Regions from separate parts of the Mus musculus genome. Here region 2 is linked to region 1. Evidence: chromatin contacts called from public Hi-C data. All regions are on one chromosome and are shown on one strand. Each heading gives the region's core, a stretch centred on a gene start, on an enhancer-like site or on the middle of the called end of the contact. The rest is flanking DNA. Distances are from core to core; before and after follow the strand shown.

Region 1 (5,891 bases), core at 2,007-4,506:
GCACTGAGCCTGGTCCACAGGAGATGTTGGATAGCTGTGGCTGACTGAGCCCTTTATCCTGTCTAAGCAGGGAAGCCCAGAGATGGTATGGGAGAGGCAAGTGGGGAGGGCAGGTGGGCAGGTGGGTCATTGCTGTCACCTCACAGGCTGGCTGGGGTGGTGAGCCTTGCTATGCTGGCTTAGCATCACCTGGGACTGGTCCTGCAAAGCCTCCACGTGCTCAGGATCCTTCAGGCCTCGTGTTTCTGGGGAGAAGGAGCACCAGTGAGCTCCTGTCCAGAAGCCAGCCTCAACCCCACACTCCAAAATTACTTTGTCCGGCCACACCCCTTTTCTCTGCTTCCCCTCCCCCAGAAAGAAGACTGTCCCTCTACACCCAGGTGAGTTGATGTTGGTGCCCAGCAGACAGAAGTGACCAGAAATCTGCCTCCCCCAGCCCCCATTTTATTCCCAACCATGTCTTTGGAAGGATTGGACCAAGGCTCAGTACCAGGTTTGAAGAGGACCAGGGCCTTCAGGCAGGCAAACTCTGTGGGATCCACTGCCAGAGCTCGGAACCGGGAGATGGTTTCCTGCAGGAAGCGCGTCTCTGCACTGGCCAAGGCCAGCCTGCCCTGAGAGCTGCCGGACGCCTCAGGTGGTGCCAGCAGTGGGCAGCTGTCCAGGGGCAGAGACCACTGTATGGCTCCAAGAAGGAAAAGCTCATTCCATGCCTCTTCCAGCAAGATCACCTGTGATCAGAGAGGGCTCAAGTGTCAGCACAGGTGCATAGCTCCCGGCACTCCCAGCCTGCCACCTTGGCCAGGAGCAGAAGAGCCCCTCGAGGTGCCTAGAACCTTCTCCTACAAAGGCTCTGGCTCAGCTACCCAGGTTTTCAGATGTTCCATGGATTCTATCCAGGATAGCCCTGTGACTGGGCCATTCAGGGTAAGTCTAGGGATGCTGGGCAGCCTCAAGATGAGCCCAGAGTGTCCACACTGAGAGAATTCAAGAGACTGGCTGACTCTTCCAAGCCGTTCCCTCTAAACACATAGCTGGGCTGAGGGCTCAGCACCTCTGGACCACTCTCTCCTGGACCACTGTGAGATCTCTGCCAGCCTATTAGAAGCTCAGCGTTCTTTTTCAGATGTAGAAAGGCTGGGGGACACTCATGCCTGAAATCACAGGGAGCCTCTACTCTAAAGAACTCACAGTCAACCACTTCCTTGTTCAGGGTATGCTGATTCCTGTCTCACACAGAATGGCTACAGGTCAGACAATTTGCACAGAAGAAAAGGCAATGGGGCCCAGAGAGTCACAGGTCCCACTCTGCATCCCATTCTGGGCTCCACACATCTTTGGCTAGCATCTTTTCCTCGGGGAGTTAACATACTTCCACTGTCACTGCCCTAACCACCACCGCCCCCCAGCTCAGAGACACAAGTACCCTAAGGTAAACTATGTAAGTCTCCATCCCTCGCCAGCCCAGGGGTCCATGTTTCCCCAAGCTGACTGCTCACTGTGCCTGGCCCAGCTCCAGCAGGCAGGCTGTGCTGTGTACCTGGTCCCGGAAAGGCAGGTTGGAAAACACAGGCAAGTTTTTGGCCCATTTGACAGCCATGAAGAGCAGGCGAGCAGATGTCTCATGGATGCCATCCAGACTGCAGGGGGATGCGGGGAACTCGGGGTCATTGCTGGTGACATCAATATTCTCTTCAGCTGCAGAGGAGGAGGTTTGGAGTTCAGTGGCTGCTCTGTGGGAGCCGGTGTGAGTATCCACGCCCACTGCCTTCCCACTTACCGTCCTCTGGCTCCAGTTTAGCACAAGTTTCGGCGGTGATAAGGCTGGCCATAAAGTGGTGGCCCATGGCTCTGGTTGCAGACACAGACGTGGGGCCCCGGGGACTGGGCCCTGCCAGAGCAGGAGAGGCTACCACTGGTTCTGATCGGGGGTCACTGCCTGTTTCCATGGCATCCAGGTGGACCTGAGCCATGCTCCGAGGTTGGCGCTCATTCTGCACAGCTTGGAAAGCAGGGAGACTCAGGACACACACGCACCTGCCCCTTGGCAGTGATGCCATTTTCTCTCCTGCCTTTCCCACTTCACCGTGCCCACCACTCACCATCTTGGTTCATGCCTGCTTGTAAGCACTTCTTCAGCCGGCAGGCCTGGCACTGATTGCGATGGGCCTTATCCACTGGGCACATCCCTGCCCCGACTTGGCACCTGCAGAGGACACGAGCTCCTGGGGGGGCAGTGTCATGCCCTGACTCTAGGCCTTGACTTGGGATATGTTTGCCCTGGTCTCGTCTTCCGCTTTCCCTGAACGCCCTCCACCCGTGCTAGGCACACCGGGGCAGGCCGGCAGAGCTGTGGCACCTGTAGATGAGCCTCCTTCTCACACTCCTCTTGAAGAAGCCACTGCAGCCATTGCAGGCATAGATGCCATAATGTTTCCCACTGCTGCTGTCCCCACACACTCGGCACTGGAGCGAGGGGCCCACACCTGAGCAAGAAGGCAGGGCTGAACTGAGATAGCTCCCCACTCCCTCCCCTAGTCACCCCCTTTCCCTCCGGTCCATAGGTTCCCACGTTCCTCAAACTAGATCTGCCCATGTGACTCCCACCGGAAACAGCAGCTTCCTCACTGTGGCATCCTAACCTCTGCTCCCACCCCTTCCCCTCTCTTTTCCCTCCATGGCTTCCACCTTCCCAGCCCCATTCCTCCCCTATGGGCGGCTGCAGCCTCTCTCGAGATCTCTCTGTGTCTCAAGAGCACCCATTTCCTGCCTCAGCAGCCAGTTGTTGGGTCTTGCTCTGCTGGCCTCTCAGTTTCTAGGACTCTGGGGTTGCCAGCAGACTCTCATGCTTGCTCACAGCCCTGGGGTTGGGGCTATGTGGCTCAAGCTCGCTCGTGGCTCTCTGAACCTACTGCTTACACTCTCTTCCTCAAAGGTCCAGACCACACCTCCAGAAAAATCATACCTGTTGGATCCTCTCCAAGGCCCCATCTACCTGGAGACTCCTTCTTGGAGGCCGCCACAGACACAGGCATAGTGGAGGCAGCCACTGTAGAGCTCATCGGATATGGATGGTCCTAAGGGTAGCCTGCTTGCTAGAAGTTGCTGGGCCCAACCGATGCATCCATCTTTAACCCCTGTCTGTCTGTCTGTCTGTCTTTCAGTCTGTGCCTGTCTCTCCTCTACTTCCCTTGCCTTGTAAGTTAGGAGCGTTTCTTCCTTCTGAAGCGTTCTCACCACCCTGGCTCTGGGTCCAGACTTCTGCCAGCACAGCGCTGGACACAGTGTATGATCCTCTTAATCTTTACTGTCTCCGCAGGGGATCAACTGACCACACCTGCAGCATTACCCAGGTGCCCCTGGGAGCCAGTCAGCCCTGATTCCTAGGCTGCCTAACATGCCTGGGGGTCGGTCCATCCTTTGCTGTCCTTACTGACACTGTATGGGAGCAAGGAGCTTGGCTGAGACCACATGCTCTCAGCTGTCTATTATTCAATGACAAATCTTAATGGGGGTGAGGAGGGTGTTACACATCCCACCTACCCAGGGACTTCAAATGTTTTTTGTGGCATTTGCCATGTATTCGAGGCATGTGTGACCGTGTATGTATCACCGTGTCTGTGTAGGTTTCTGCCTCTGTTGCTTGTTCACGTTGGGATGCTCACCCTCTAACCTGGTGGCTCTCGACTTAGTCTCTTAATGAAGGACTGCTTGGGGCTTGTGGCTTGGGGCCTTGCCCCACGGAAGACTCACATCTCTATATGTCTCTGTGATCAGGTCCAGCAGAGGGTATTGGGCAGGCTGGGGGCAGAGGAGATGCTTGTGGACATTTTCCCATGGGGCAATGAGGTAGGACACAGCTCAGGAAGTAGGCGTCTGTGTCTCCTGGTACCTGACTCCCAGAGGAAGAGAGACTAGGGTAAGGACAGATTCACCTCCATGCATGCTTCTGCCCTGTTGTGGGCCATGTTTCACTGAGCAAGTGACTTAGCCTCTCCGAACCTCAGTTTCCTCCTCTTGGTGTGATACAATGCCTGTCTTAGGTTGTAGTTGGGAACATGACGTTAGATGATTCCCATAATGTATTTTGGTGCCTGATACTAACAAAGAAGACTGAAGCAACACCAGGGAACATCCTTTCCTGTCCCTGCTATTCTGCCCCTTACCATCCTCTCCCTAGGCCCGAATGAATGGGAAATAGCGTGTTGATGTGCAGGAAGAGATGCCCATCCCCATCTGCCCTTGCCTCACAGTGGGATAGGACGAGTTTGTCCCGTGTTAGAACCTGGGAGCATCTAGAGGGATCATGGAGTTAAGAGGACAGAAGGGTGGGGCATGGCCTCCTAAGTGGGCTTAACCCTCACTATGACAGGGAAGCACTATTGGGGATTTGGAAAGTCAGCTCAGGGGCTTTGCAGGGTGATCCGCTGAGGACAGGAGCCTCTCATATGTCCTGTCTGTCCCCAGCCCCTTAGGAACCTTCATGGACAAGGCTTCAGACAAGGCCTGAAGCTCCACTTAGCAGCCAAGTCAGGGCTTCAGGGCAAGATTTGTACTCTAGACATGCCATCTGCTTCCCACATCCAAGTCACCTTAGCAAGCCTTCCATCCTCTCCGCGGGCAGTCTTCTGTGACAGCTTCGTGACAGCTTCTCACCAGTCTCTGTCCACACCTAAGATCTATGCCCCGACATCCCACTCATCCCCAACTGTCCTGCATAGACATGTGAGTGGGGTCCAAGAACTTGGGGGTGTGCAGTCATGTACAAGGGGCAGACTAGGCCAGGCTGAGCTAAGGGTTGGGATGAACCAGTGCAGAGGGCAATGTAGGACCTATGGGTATGGGTATGGTAGTAGGAGGAGTCAAAGGTAGAGTCTCAGTGGTAAAGTGCTCTGGGGAAGAGTTTAGAGACTTCTCACACAAACCACCACTGTCATACACCTCACAGTGGCCCGACACAGAAGCTGCCACTATGGGCCTCACAGCTAGGAGACTGAGTCGGAGAGGCCCAGAGTGGGGAGGTAAGTTGCCTCAAGCTGCACAGCTATGGAGCAGTAAAGAGGCAAGCAGGGATGGAGCTGGATGCAAATCCCAGCGTCTCCAGGGAAACACCTGGGTGACCAAGAGGAGGGGCCAGATGAAGGCAGGACCTAGGGCCTGAAGGACATAGCCTGGCACTTTATTTGCTGAGCTCTGTGTACTTCTGTTTCTTCATCTCTAAAGCAGGTGTATGTGTTCTGGGGCATGGGGGATGGGAGATATACTGTAAAGGGTTACTAGGGTAGAGGGAGGAGGCAGGGTGAGGCCAGTGCCGAAGAGAGTCGTTTGCTTCTTTCCCAGGTGGACTTGGGCCTCATTTGGGGCTGACGGTATAGAGGAAGGACCGAGGAAGGGAGAAAGTCCTAGGGTAGCCCCCAGCTGGGCCTCAGGGAGCCCAGAGACTTGACCCCACCAGGTGTGTGTTCTAGGCAGGTGCTGGGAGAAACTGACCACAGGAGAGAGGCAATCCCTTCCCCATGGGGCGTTACCTCTGGTCAAGCCCTGAAGAATGCCCTGAAGGCAGAGCAAACAAGTAGAGTGGGTAAGGGGGTGCCCCTCCTGCTTCCCAGCTTCATCCCTGACCATCCTTCAAGACCCTCAGTGTCCTCTCAACACGCCCGCTCCCTACTGCTGAATCTGGTCCAACTGTGTCCTTAATGTTGAAACTTGCTCCAGGTGTGCTCTCTCTCCTCTGTCCAGATGGAAGACCCCAGAAATGGGGTTAGAGGTTAGCTTAGCGTCTGATCAGAAGACAGAAGGTCTGCTCCTGAATCTGTGTTCTCCTGACAGTCTTGGCATGCTGGGTTCTCCCAGCACTGAGCCCTGTGCTGGTGATAAGGGCAAGGATGACG
Region 2 (5,891 bases), core at 1,916-4,415, 140 kb after region 1:
TTCTGTCCCCTCTGTCTTCTCTGAGGCTGGGGACTCGGCTTGTCTCCCTGGTGCTGAATCCTGCTTTCAAGCTTTCTGGATGTGAACACTAGTCTGGCTGAATTTGGAAAATATGTAATGACATAGAAAAGTATTAAAATGTTATATTGAAGTGTTCACTAAATTAGTTAATGCTTACATTTGCTTAGCTTAAATGATCTATTTATTTTACATTTATGTATGTATGTTTGTGTGTGTGTGCATGCACATATGTATGCCACTGTGTTCACATGGAGGTCAGAGGACAACTTTTGGGAACTGGTTTTCTCCTTATGATGTGGGCCTTGAGGCTTGAACTCAGGTCAGCCAGCTTAGCAGCAAGCACTGTCACCCGCTGGGTCAGCTCACCATCCCCAAGGCATTTTCCTTTTTAAGGAAACACTGCAGCACTAATGCTGAACCTTTGTATCCTTCTCCAGGGCTTCCTGCTCCCCAGAGGCAGCTCGGGAAGCTGAGGTAAATATCTGTGCTCTCGAATGTACGTTTTGTATTTTACTTAAAGTTTACATGATGGAGACTACATAATTGCATAGAGAGCGAGGATTCGCTGTATCTCTCATAGCTTTCTTCCCCTTGCGTTGCTTGGGGATCTATCCATGCCCACACATGAGCATCTGCTCTCTTCCTAACTGCAGTGATGTGAAGTGTGTGTATTCGTGTTGTGATCACAGATGGGTGTCCTGAAAGGTATAGCTAAAAGCAAGATTGCTTGTTATTAGTGTGTGTAGGCTTTCATTTTATCAGTATGCTCACTGTCTTTAAGCTTTGCCTACCAGCTCACACAGTTTCTACATCTAAATAAGTCCTTTTTTCAACCTACCCAGGGTAGGATAGCTGGGATAGCTAAGCACCATAGTTTTCTTCAGAAGGCTGCACTGGATGTGTGTGGCTCTTAGATCCTTTCATGACTGAGCCTGCTTCCAGGCTCTGGGCTAGACCTCTGGATGGACAATACAGACCCTTGTTGCTCAGAGGTGTGTGTTGATTATGTGGGGTCTCTGGACATTGACTGGTGCCAGCTGGGTAGGAATTGGTAAATGGCTCCTTTGAGGAAAAAGACAAACAGAAATAAAGAAATTCCAGTGCTAACCGGGAAACCGTTGCCATAATTCAATTTTGTTTTACATAACCTTGTTCCCCAAATGTTAGTAATTTAGCCCCATGAGCTGGTGTTATTAAATAGTCACCAAATGTTGCAGAGACAGCTCAGAGAAACTCACGAACAAACTATTTTATGACCATTGTTTCACCTCGAGGGTGGCTCTCTGCATTCTGTTCCAGGTTCCTAGGGCCCTGAGGGGATAACATCTGTATTTTTAAAGACCAGCTTTATACCACACCTGTGTATCAATTCTCCCGCTCCACTTTGGCTGCACATCTGGTTTCCGGGGCACCACTGGGCACTGAAAACAGAAGCTTGACCGCTCTGCTGCTCCTCACCCCATTTTAAGTGATGCTAATTGAGTTCTGGGAAGGTTTTAAATGTGGAATTCTTAGAGAGAAAGGAGATGAAAGGAAATGAAAGGGGGGGGGGAGAAGAAAAGGAGCAGGCAGTAAGAAATTGTGCCCAAAACAGAAGTTGCAGCTAAGCGATGGTGGAGACACTTCAAACAAGTGAGCTCAGAAAAATGAGTACATTTCCGTTTCATGGGCTTGCCTCAATTTACTTCTGGATGGCATCTGATTTCACTTAGAAGATAGAAGATTGCAATTAAATGTTCAAAAAACAAAACAAAACAAAAAAAGCCAACGGGAGGAGAGAAGGCTGTGGAATTAGCTCACGATGGCAGATCTGGCAACAGAAATCGCTAGCTACTGCCGTGTGCCACAATAACACACGACTTGGTGTGACTAAGTAACAAATCAGTGTCTAGTAATCAGAAGCGATTACAGACTGGCTAGTACCAGGTGACGGGCAGTTACTTAATTAATGGGTAATTCCTTTCTAGTTTTCCAAGCCCCTGATATAGCCTGGGTTACTGTGAACAGTAGGCTGGGTAAAATAAAGTAGACAAGGCTCTAAAGGGCTCTGCCAGAGGCTCTAGTTTGGAGAGATTCCCTGTAGAGAATAAGGTGAATCAGTCATGGGTGCTTGGCACACAGGACCACCCGTCCATACTCCTTGCCTACTGCAGGAATCCCATCTGTCCTTCCTAATGAGGATTTGCAGCAGCTTCTAGAACATTCGCTGCGAGGCAAGCTCTTTGCATCTGGAGGCAATTCTATTTTCTAAAAAAAAAAAAAATCTCCTTCAGGTGGACTGAATGCCTTTCATTACTTCAACCCATTAGACAAGTTCTCTCCCCGATAGTCATAGAAAGCAGGTAGACACTTGTTTTCTAAAGCATCACAGATGCAATGTTGCCTGCTTCTGCCAATCTCCTCCAACCTGCTGCAGGGTAAGTGGTCTTTTTTCCTTCTGAACGCTATTTTTCCAAAAGTGGAGTTGGAGTTTATTTAAAAAGGATTCTTAACATAGATGTAAGGATGAAGATTAATAAAATGAAAGCCACTCAGAGAAAGAAAGAAAGAAAGAAAGAAAGAGAGAGAGAGAGAGAGAGAAGAAGGAAGAAGAGGAGGAGGAGAAGGAGGAGGAGGAGGAGGAGGGAAGGAAGAAAAGACCCATTTAATCGTGGGTGTGGGTTTCTTGGGGGAGTCACCTCAACAGTGCTCATCTAAACCAATGGTCCTGGCCACCCTCCTGTGATTTTGTTCAAGTTTAGCACAGTCCACCTTAAAATAAGTTTCCAAGACAGAATACAGTATGGATGGACCAGACAAACAAGGGAGAATGATTGATCAGGACTCCCGTTTCTGTGAATGTAATACAAAGCTGCCTTTCCCTTTAAACATTTCCATGGTGCTACTGGCCTCTCTCTGAAGGTCAGCTCAGATCTGCAGGCCAGTGTGAGATGAGCTTCATTGTTCTAGACCTAAAAAGAAAGCACGGTGAAGCTGAGGTCTCTGGAGCTCTCAACTTGGAACCATTTTCTGTTTTGAAGCTGTTGACATCTGTCCAGCTCTCTTCTTCCAGTACCTCAAGGAGCTACTATATTTACACTGTACATCTATTCAGGGTAAGAATTAATCCTCTTTAATCCATTTAATCCTCAGAGCAGCTCACTGGCTCTGTGAAGTCCCAATGTTCATCCTGTTACAAGCACTTTGACCTTAAGCCCAGGCTTTCCCACACTACAAACATGCCTTTTACCCTGACCCTCTGTCCTGCTTCCCTGATTATCTGTGGGCCAACAAGGTATCAAAGCTGAGGGGTGACCCAGGTAGCCAAGTATTTGCTGCATAAGCAGGAGAGCTCAGGTTTGTATCCCCAACGCCCATTGAAAAGCCAGGTACAGCACTACATTGTGTAATACAGATCCAGGTAGAGCTCTGGAGGTCGGTGTCCAGTCCAGTAGGCCTAGCCAAATCCCAGAGCCCACGGTCACTGAAAACCTTGGTTCAAAACGTAACGTGGAGAAGGATTAGGGAAACACACTATCAACCTCTGTCCTCCATGTGCACACAGACACACAACAGCAGGTATACAGACATGTCCATAGGCACACACACACACAGACAGATAGACATATACACATAGGCACACACATACATGGACACAAAGATATACACACAGACACAAAGACAGACAAAGACAGACAGACCGACAGACAGACACATAGGTGTGTATGCTCGCGCGCACACTCACACATACCAACAGGCATACAGACATACACACAGACACAGACAGACAAATACATACAGAGACACACACCAACAAGCATACAGATATATACACACAGACATGCCCATAGGCACACCGACATACCCAAAGGCACACACATATATACTCTCTCTCTCTCTCTCTCTCTCTCTCTCTCTCTCTCTCTCTCTCACACACACACACACACACACACACCAACAGGCATGCAGGCACAGACACATACCAACAGGCACATGCATATACACACAAGACATAAACTATCTAGAACCCTTTTTCACACGAGTCCTAATGGACTCTGTCAGGCCTCCCCAGCTCTGTTTTCCCAAGTTCCATGTGCTGTGCTTTTCCATGGCTTCCAGGCCCCTTCCACACATCAGAATCACCTTTGGGAACCCAAGTTAGTAGTCTCATGGTTTCTTCCTTTCCCTTGTCTCAGTAGTGTTCTCCATCATAGAAAAGTGACCTGAATTGAGGGGCTTTGCTTGGTCAGCTTTTTGGCTTAATTCATGTTCCCACCCACCGACATTTAGTGTTTATTCCTTCATTCTGGCGCAACCGTGTCCATCTGGGGTTTCTGACCGCTTGACCCTGTTTATATGAAAAAACAGCAAACCAAACCAAACCATGGAGACTGCACACCACAGAAATCTCATTGCCATCTTTAACATTTGCATTTAAAAGAAAAAGTGAACAAGCCCAGAAGGCAGACATGGAAGGCTATGGAGCACTGGTCAATCATGTGTTACCAAGGCAAATCTATGCGTGGAATTTACATAGAGGGTGGCAGTCGTATGATCTTATGATCTGAGAAATAGCCTGAGTGCTGGCCCTCCCTCAGATGCTATTTCTGAATGTTCTCAGGCCCTCCTTTGGTAGAGAGACATCTTCCTGTCACCAGGCCACTTCAGGCTTAGGCCTTCTCTGCTGGCTGTAGTAGCTTGGAGAGGGGAAATGCCCAGGACAGCACCCAGCTTTAGGCTTGTACCTGGAGTGATATACAGGGGGCGTGGCTGCATTCTCGTGAGTTCCTCTCCCTTTGCCAGAGCCTAGCTCATCTCTGCTTTCCTTAAAAGGAGGAAGAGATGGTCCCGCTGATTCTCTGACCTTCGAGTATGAAAATATGCACGCACCATATCCATCTCCCCACAGACTGGGCTATGGGGACCTTCCATGATTTTCTAATTCGTGTTCTTCTCTTGTTTTCTTCTCAAGAAGGTCATGAAGGGGTGGAAAGGGCCAAGCTGTGAAGAGGGGTAACTGGCTCTGGGCATGTGCAGCATCCTTGGGAACTCTGAGATAGGAAACAGTGGCCACTGGACACGTGCAGTGTCCTTGGGAACTTTGGGATGGCAAACAGGAATAATTAAGTGGCAGTGAAGGAGGCAGCTGTGTCGTTCTTCTCAAACACTTTTGAGATCTTATTTGGAGAGGAGAGAGAAATACTTAGATAAAATAGTTAAGCTGCTTAATTTGGGAGAGGATGAAATAGGGCACTCTAGAGAGTAACAGATGTCCTACGCCAACCACAGAACACTGGTGTCTGGTGGTGGTGTCTAAAGTTAAAAGTTGAATTGATAACCCCTGGATTGAGAGAAGAGATATGGCCTATTTGTTCATGTGGTCATGATCTAGTCTGTGGTCTGAAAACTCTGGTCAGAATTCTGTTTAGAAGGCACATGGGTCATCTGGGAGTTTGGCCCGAATGATACACTTCCTGTCAATCAAGACTACTGAGTAACACGTGGATTTGCTGGTTTAGGAGAGATATGCTCCCGGGTATAGGCAGAAGCAGCCCATTAGAACACACGTGTGGAAGGGCCTGGGTCCACAAGGCAGGCTGAAGGGGGAAACATAAAAATGTGGTCAGATTGGTTTTGTTTGGGCAGGTGTGAGGAGTGTAGGTGGCAGGGAGATTCGGACAGAGAAATTGTGACTCATTTTACATAAGTAGCTCCATGTATCTTTTGGATCAGAAGATGCCCTGTGTAAACAGGGATACCTCCCGCACTGGGATCTCTGCTACCCTGTGCCATGAATATCCACTGAGACCAGAAAGGAGCTGGCATCACTGCGAGCCCAATGCTCTTTTCTCTTTAATACTGGTGTGTGCTGTAATTCAGGAAAGAAATGT

Evidence for each region. A called contact is a pair of places that touch in the nucleus more often than the background predicts.
Region 2: a contact with region 1 is called in a Hi-C map of rod photoreceptor, with 2.3 times the contacts expected there. The contact joins the enhancer-like site here to the promoter of Nr2e3 in region 1. A contact is called at or near these places in 1 of 15 datasets of contacts at CTCF or cohesin (embryonic stem cells), 13 of 484 Hi-C or Micro-C datasets (the Ba/F3 cell line, the G1E-ER4 cell line, the HL-1 cell line and 6 more), 2 of 115 datasets of contacts at active chromatin or transcription factors (bone marrow-derived dendritic cells and embryonic stem cells) and 3 of 9 other capture datasets (adipose tissue, embryonic stem cells and pancreatic islet).

The regions. Positions count from the first base shown.
Region 1 is chr9:59,946,823-59,952,713 of GRCm38.p6, forward strand. It overlaps Nr2e3 (nuclear receptor subfamily 2, group E, member 3), which reads right to left and starts at 3,257. Exons shown (of 8, transcript NM_013708.4): 1 at 2,966-3,257; 2 at 2,360-2,486; 3 at 2,103-2,206; 4 at 1,781-2,002; 5 at 1,541-1,698; 6 at 491-731; 7 at 140-245. The coding sequence starts at 3,062. It overlaps Gm7616 (predicted gene 7616), which reads left to right and starts at 4,474. Exons shown (of 3, transcript NR_168957.1): 1 at 4,474-4,725; 2 at 4,949-5,021; 3 at 5,469-5,581.
Region 2 is chr9:60,091,241-60,097,131 of GRCm38.p6, forward strand. The region is part of intron 7 of Thsd4 (thrombospondin, type I, domain containing 4); the gene reads right to left. Among named protein-coding and RNA genes, the nearest start is that of Gm7616, 140 kb to the left of the region's middle. Within about 2 kb of position 3,166, at least 3 of the 459 cell types and tissues checked have an H3K27ac peak or open chromatin away from gene starts, as enhancers often do. A contact at or near this core is called in rod photoreceptor, where this site is marked.